Linked DNA regions of Mus musculus: region 2 is linked to region 1. A link is a contact called in public Hi-C data. All regions are on one chromosome and are shown on one strand. The core of a region is the stretch at or near the end of the contact, and the rest is flanking DNA. Distances in the headings are between cores, read along the strand shown.

What was found. Hi-C and Micro-C count contacts between places; a contact is called where the count stands out from the background.
Region 2: a Hi-C map of cerebral cortex shows a contact between it and region 1, with 2.2 times the contacts expected there. The contact joins two enhancer-like sites. A contact is called at or near these places in 3 of 484 Hi-C or Micro-C datasets (cardiomyocytes, cerebral cortex and cortical neurons).

The regions. Positions count from the first base shown.
Region 1 is chr15:37,122,839-37,126,186 of GRCm38.p6, reverse strand. Gm41302 (a long non-coding RNA gene) reads left to right here. Exons shown (of 3, transcript XR_875170.3): 3 at 1,593-2,160. Among named protein-coding and RNA genes, the nearest start is that of Gm41301, 11 kb to the left of the region's middle. Within about 2 kb of position 1,741, at least 15 of the 459 cell types and tissues checked have an H3K27ac peak or open chromatin away from gene starts, as enhancers often do. A contact at or near this core is called in cerebral cortex, where this site is marked.
Region 2 is chr15:37,718,956-37,722,086 of GRCm38.p6, reverse strand. It overlaps a transcript of Ncald not described here. Among named protein-coding and RNA genes, the nearest start is that of Gm15942, 20 kb to the right of the region's middle. Within about 2 kb of position 1,761, at least 48 of the 459 cell types and tissues checked have an H3K27ac peak or open chromatin away from gene starts, as enhancers often do. A contact at or near this core is called in cerebral cortex, where this site is marked.

The DNA of each region.
Region 1 (3,348 bases), core at 492-2,991:
TTCCTTCCTTCCTTCCTTCCTTCCCTCTTTCCTTCCTTCCCTCTTTCCTTCCTTCCTTCCTTTTTAGTTGTGAGTACCCCTGTGTGTCTGTGTTTGGGAATGTGCATGTGAGTGTAGTCCCTATCATGGCCAGAAGAGGGGATCAAATCCCTTGGAGCTAGAGTTACGACATCAGCTGCTGCCCATACTGAGGTCGTCCGGAAGAGCATGGAGCACTCTGAAGCATTGCACCATCTCTCGGGTCAGGGATTGCTTTAATTGAGTTAGTTGAGATGGAAACAGCCACCCACTGTGGGTAGCACTGTTCCCTGAACAGATTGCTTGAAAGAGAGAGAGCTGTGTGAGCACCAGAGTGTGCAGAGTGGTCTTAGTCAGGTTAATATTGAGTGACTGGGGACTCAGTTTAAACTAGCTCAGCTATACACTGGTATTTAGTTCACTGACAGGATAGGCTAGGGTGTGGCTACAACAGACTTTGTTTCTTCTTCCTTCCTTCCTCCCTCCCTTCCTTCCTTCTCTCCCTCACTCCCTCCTTTCTTCCTTTCCTCCTACCTTCCCTCCCTCCTTCCTTTGTTGCTACCTTCCCTCCTCCCTTCCTTCCTTTCCTCCCTCCCTTCTTCCTTCCTTCCCTCTCTCCCTCCCTCCTTCCCTCTCTTCTTTCCCTCCCTCCCTTCCTTCCTTCCTTCTCTCCTTCCTTTGTTCCTACCTTGCCTCCTACCTTCTCTCCCTCTTTCCCCCTTCCCTATTTCCTTCCTTCTCTCCTTCCTTCCCCCCCCCTCTCTCCTTTCTTCCTTCCCTCCCTCCCTCCCTTCCTCCCTCCCTCTCTCCTTCCTTCCTTCCTTCCCTCCCTCCCTCTCTCCGTCCATCCTTCCTTCTTTCCTTCCTTCCTTCCTTCCTTCCTTCCTTCCTTCCTTCCTTCCCTCCTTCCCTTCTTCCTTTCTTGCTTGCTTCTCTGTATATGGAAGCTCCTCTTTTGCCTCCAAAGGCTGACTCATTCCATGTAGGCACCATGGCTGCTGAATACTTTCTGCCAGCTTTCCCAATCCAGCCATCTGGGACAGGAGTGTGCAAACTTCCACTGCCACCTCCCAGAGACCCACAATCTTAGAAAGTGTCATGGCTACATTAAAATGGGATGCTTGACTGGCCCCTATAACTACACTGTATGATTGAAATCAGGGAGGAGTTTCCTCCCGAAAGGTGTGTGTGTGTGTGTGTGTGTGTGTGTGTGTGCACGAGAGAGTGTGGTGTGTGTGTGCATGTGGATGTGTGTGTGTGTGTGTGTGTGTATGTGCATGTGGATGTGTGGGTGAGTGTGGGTGTGCATATGTGGGTGTGCATATGTGGGTGTGGGTGGGTGTGCACGCTCTCGAGAGAGTGTGATGTGTGTGTGCATGTGTGTGTGTGTGTGTACTCGAGAGAGAGAGAGAGAGAGAGAGAGAGAGAGAGAGAGAGTGTGTGTGTGGTGTGTGTGTGTGCATGTGGATGTGTGGGTGTGTGTGGGTGTGTGGGTGTGTGTGGGTGTGCACGAGCATGTGCACTAGAAGCCAACATATTATTCAAAACAACTTATTTCCCTGCTGTGTTCCCAGGCAGTGCTACGGAACTGAAACAGGACTGGAACTCTGCCCGCTGCCCTGCGAGACTTGGAGCACGTGTTCTCCACTCTCTGCAGAGACACATAAGTCTCATCTAAGGCTCCCTCTCATGAGGCCAGTGGAAAATGCATGGGTGTGACAGCATGTGCTCCTGGAATTGGTGTGTCATCAGAACAAGGAGAAAGTATGAGGAGGCGGGCGGAAGAGCACACAGGGATGTGTTGGTGGCCATTTCCCAGGCTTCTCAGGAGCAGACTGGCTGATTCTGTTACAGAGAGTTTCCTTGACTGCATGGCGATTTATATCTTCACTTCAGCTTCTGCCATGGAGAGCTCAATAAATCAGTGTGTGGTTTAATACAAGTTGCACACAAGGAACGGAATGAACGTTTATGACTGAGAAGGTAAACAAAAAGAGTCGAAGGCTTGGTGATCATACTTTGAAACTGCCATGCCGAGGACCAATTCCAACTTGAGGAGTGAAGGAGTGGCCCACAACTGTGGAGTGGGCAGAGAGGAGTCTCTCAGAATCCTGCTGGTGCTCCGCTGAGGAGCCTCCAAGTTGGGGGGTTGGAAGCAGATTGCTTTCTCCATTTTTCACTCTCCCCTCCACCCACAGCCACAGAATGTAGGCACAGAGGTGGTCTTAGAGTGGGTCCAGAGAGATGGCTCAGCAGTTAAGGACACTGGCAGCTCTTCCAGAGGATCGGGGTACAAATCCCAGCATCCACATGGTAGCTCACTGCAGTCTGTAATTCCAAGATCTTACACTCTCACATAGTCATACATGTAGGTAAAACACTAATGCACATACAAGAAAAGGTAAAATAATAATAATTATTATTTTATTAATAAAGATCCTAGAGTTAATTACTTTTTGATTCAGAGACACAAACACAAGGAAATGGCTATGTCTGTAAAGCAAGATGACCAGAGCTGAGAACTTGATCCCCCAGGATGTAGAGAAAATAAATGTCTTGGGGGTCAGAAGGTTAGGAAGTCAGAGTCCTTGGGAAACGGCATTTTTCACTTTCTCATCTGTGACACTTCAGATTTAAGCAGTCTTAAAACCTAGAATTGAAATAAATTGAACTTTGAAAGGTAAGTGAAGCCAGGTGGTGGTGGCGCACGCCTTTAATCCCAGCACTTGGGAGGCAGAGGCAGGTGGATTTCTGAGTTCGAGGTCAGCCTGGTCTACAGAGTGAGTTTCAAGACAGCCAGGACCACACAGAAAAAACCTCTCTCAAAAAAACCCAAAAAACCAAAACCAAACCAAACCAAAACAAACAAACAAACAAACAAAAAACAAAAAAACAAAAAAGGAGGAGAGGAGGAAGAAGAAGAGGAAGAAGAGATCTAGTCTACCAAAGCAAAACAAAAACAGTAGAAATCAACAGATTTTGGAATTAGACTTTTAATTACTTAACAGTGAAATGGGTTTTAAAATAGTGAATTTTTTTTTTTTTTTTTTTGATGATCTCTCTATGTAGTTCTGGCTGTCCTAAAACTCACCAGGCTGGCCTCAAACTCACAGAGATCCACCAACCTCTGCCTCCTGGATGCTAGGATTAAAGGCATGGGCCACCATGCTTGACCTTTAAAAAAAAAAAGTATGTATTCTATAGCATAATGGCATAGTATATGAACATAATTTAAAAGAGATATACAAACATGAAAACCTAGACACAATATTTAACTTTGCTAATGTTAACACAGGACATAAGTCAGCCTTCAACAGTCACTGCTCCTAT
Region 2 (3,131 bases), core at 512-3,011, 600 kb before region 1:
TAGAGATGAGACTAGAAATAGAGCTGGTCTGTAGCACTCCAAGGTCCACCCTTGTCAACCTACCTCAATCAGCCAGATCCCATCCCCTAAAGGTCTCATAGCCTCCCCAAACACTAGGACCTGCCAGGGGCTCATACCAGGAAGCTAAGTGTTCCACCACTAAGCTAGATCCCTAGTCTATAAACAATGGGCTTCACTGAGTACACTGATGGGGCAATCATAGCCATAGTCATTAGGACCACATCAGGGAAAAAGACAGATGAAGTCTCAGAAGGTCAATAATTTTTGTTTCATTATATCCGTTCATTATAGAAATCCATCCCTCCCCCTCTTTTCTTTTATTGATTTTTTTTTGAGACAGGATTTCTATGTGTACCAGTCCTGGCTGTCCTGGAACTTGCTTTGTAAACTAGGCTGTCCGTGAACTCACAGAAATTCCCCTGCCTCTCAAGCACTGGGTGTGAACCACCATGCCCAGCTAATTTTTCTCTTTTCACAAATCACTTCCACTCTGACACGTTTGAAGAGCAGCAATGTTACCAGGGAGATGTGAGCCTACTTATATGTAGGTTTACACTGAGCAGAAGAGTCAGAAAATAACAGGGCTATGTTTTTCCCATCGCCACTGAGACCATCGTCAGTCAGCCTTTTGTTCCTTTTGACTCGTGGATAGAAATGTCTAGGAGGAATGTAAAAATAGAAGATAAAATGAAAATATCATTTGGTCTACCAATTTCATTCTTGGCTGATTTTGCTTCATACAAAGTTTTGACTGGGTTCCGTAGTTAAAAATAACTTCCCTGTGTACGTGAAACTTCTCTTGGGTAAGTGGCTGTGTATCTGCTTATGTTTATGCATGCCTGGAAATTCTGCCGACTACGGAGGTCTGCAGCAGCTGATGTGGAATGAAAACAGTCCTGGGAAGAGAATTTGAATGAAGTGTTGAATACATTTAAAATTATTATTCAAATGACTGCAAAAGTTCAGTTTCATAAAGTCAGAACAACTGGAGACCTGGACCAACACTTCCTATTTCTCGTTTTCCAAGGAGCCGTGACATAGCTGACATGCCCAGCTCTCAGCAGCCATAATGTTGCAAGTCCCATTTTGGATTTCACTGGAAAGGGAGATGCCAGTGTCTCTCTGCTGGTGTTGGGAGGGTAGTCACTGGCAAGAGGCAACTGCAAACACAGTAGATGACACTTTGACAGGCAGTGGAACTTTCTTGCCTGTATGACCAGCTTTCTGTGTGTGTAGGCCACAGTGTGGGTGGCCTCAGACTGGTGGAGAGTCTGTACACCTGGGCCTGTGGCTCTCTGTCCTCCTGGGAGGGACGATGGCAGGGGTGTTTGTGTCTCCCAGTGAGGACCCTGTCATGAACCCCTTGTCCACTCTGCAGATCTGACCTACTATTATCATTCACATGAGAGTCCGTTTCCTCAGGGCCTCTGTGTCTCACCCACCTTCCATCTCAGAGAGAGGGACTGTGTGTCTCGGGATGGTTTAGGTAGAATTTTTGGATCGTACCAGGTTTGCAAGACTAGGGATATGGAAAAATAGGGGGGATGTGAGCATGGCAGAGGTGACAGGAGGTGAACAGTGTGTCTCTCATCCATGGAAAGGCACAACGGAGCTTCTTTCTACCACAAGTGCCCTAATGTGAAGGGTGGAAATGAGGCCAATCAGTGCTGATTTGCTTCCAGATGGGATGATGCAGCCAAGGCCTGAAACAGATTTTGGAAACAATTCAGTCAGCTGTAATGTGAACCCAAAGACATGCTCTCAAGGCTGCTGGGTTTTCCACACTTGTCTGGCAGCCTAGTGCTTCTCAGGCCCAGCTGCTGCTGCTGCTGCTCTGTCTTATCACCAAGCTCTGGGGTTCAGACAAGGGAGAGAGAGGTGTTGCAACAATTCCTGGGAAAAGGACCGTGCACTGGGGCAGCTGAGGAGGTGCTGAGCTCTATTAGAAAGGCTCTGTGCTTAGGGAAGAGAGGAAGGGGTTGTTTTTCCCTCATTCACAGTGGGCTGGGGTGATGCTGGCCAGTACCTGGGCTTGGAAGTGAAGTCTGCATAGTCTTCCAGAGAAGCCAGAGGTGGTCAGAACCTGAGAGCACATAAGCCAGGCCTACAACAGTGGCTGTCAGGCTTCTTAGGACCACGTTTGCTTATCCATCGCACACCTGCCTCCCCTGGGATCCTCGGGGCTAGGCCGTCCAAACAAGCCCCATGCACAAAGTTGGAGGACCACAGCACTATAAATAGCTAGAATGCTCAAGGGATGACAAATATGTCACCCAATCTGAGGGTGGAAGGTCACCCAGGTCTTGTCATGGAGAAAAGGGCTTTCCCCTTCTGCCTAACAGTTAGTGGGTATGGGGTTTTGATAGTTGTAGTTGTTGTAGTTAAACATGCACTCATGCATTCACTTTCATGACCATGGAATGTCTGATATGTGATAAAACATGAACTAAGGGAAAAGGTATGGTCTTGGCTGCCAAGGATAGGGTATTATGGGAAGATGGTGGGGTCTGTTTACAACTGTCACTATGCCCACTTAAGGTAGCTGCACAGAGACCTGGAAGCACATGTTTTAGAGTGACTATGTAACCTGACTGGAACACAGCTTCAGCTAAGCGTTCATGGAGTGACTGTAGCCAAGGAACATGTGGGCGGGGGAGCATTTACAGTTAGTCATGGTGAGGAAGAACACTCCAAGTGGAAGAAATACAAACAGGACTGTGTTTGTCCTGAGAAATTACCACAGACTTGATATCTGAAATACAAGAAACTGACTTATTATTCTGTAGATCTGAAGGCTGCCATGGGTCTCACTGGGCTAAAATCAAGGTATTGGCAGGGTTCATTCATGCCTTTCTGAAACGATCTAAGGAATTATGTATTCGTATACCTTTGCTAGCTAAGAGGGGTGCCCGCATTTCAAAGACAGAATCTTCACATCACCGCTTGCCTGCATTTCTAGACTCATGAAACATATGAAGTTGTTAACCTTAATCATGCCCCTTTCCTGGTGGTATAACAATTCAGTTTTCTGAGGAGAGAAACAAGAACATCTTTGAGGCCGTTATTCTGCCCACCATAAGGGCATCATGGGTGTCTGAGCAGGTGGAGAA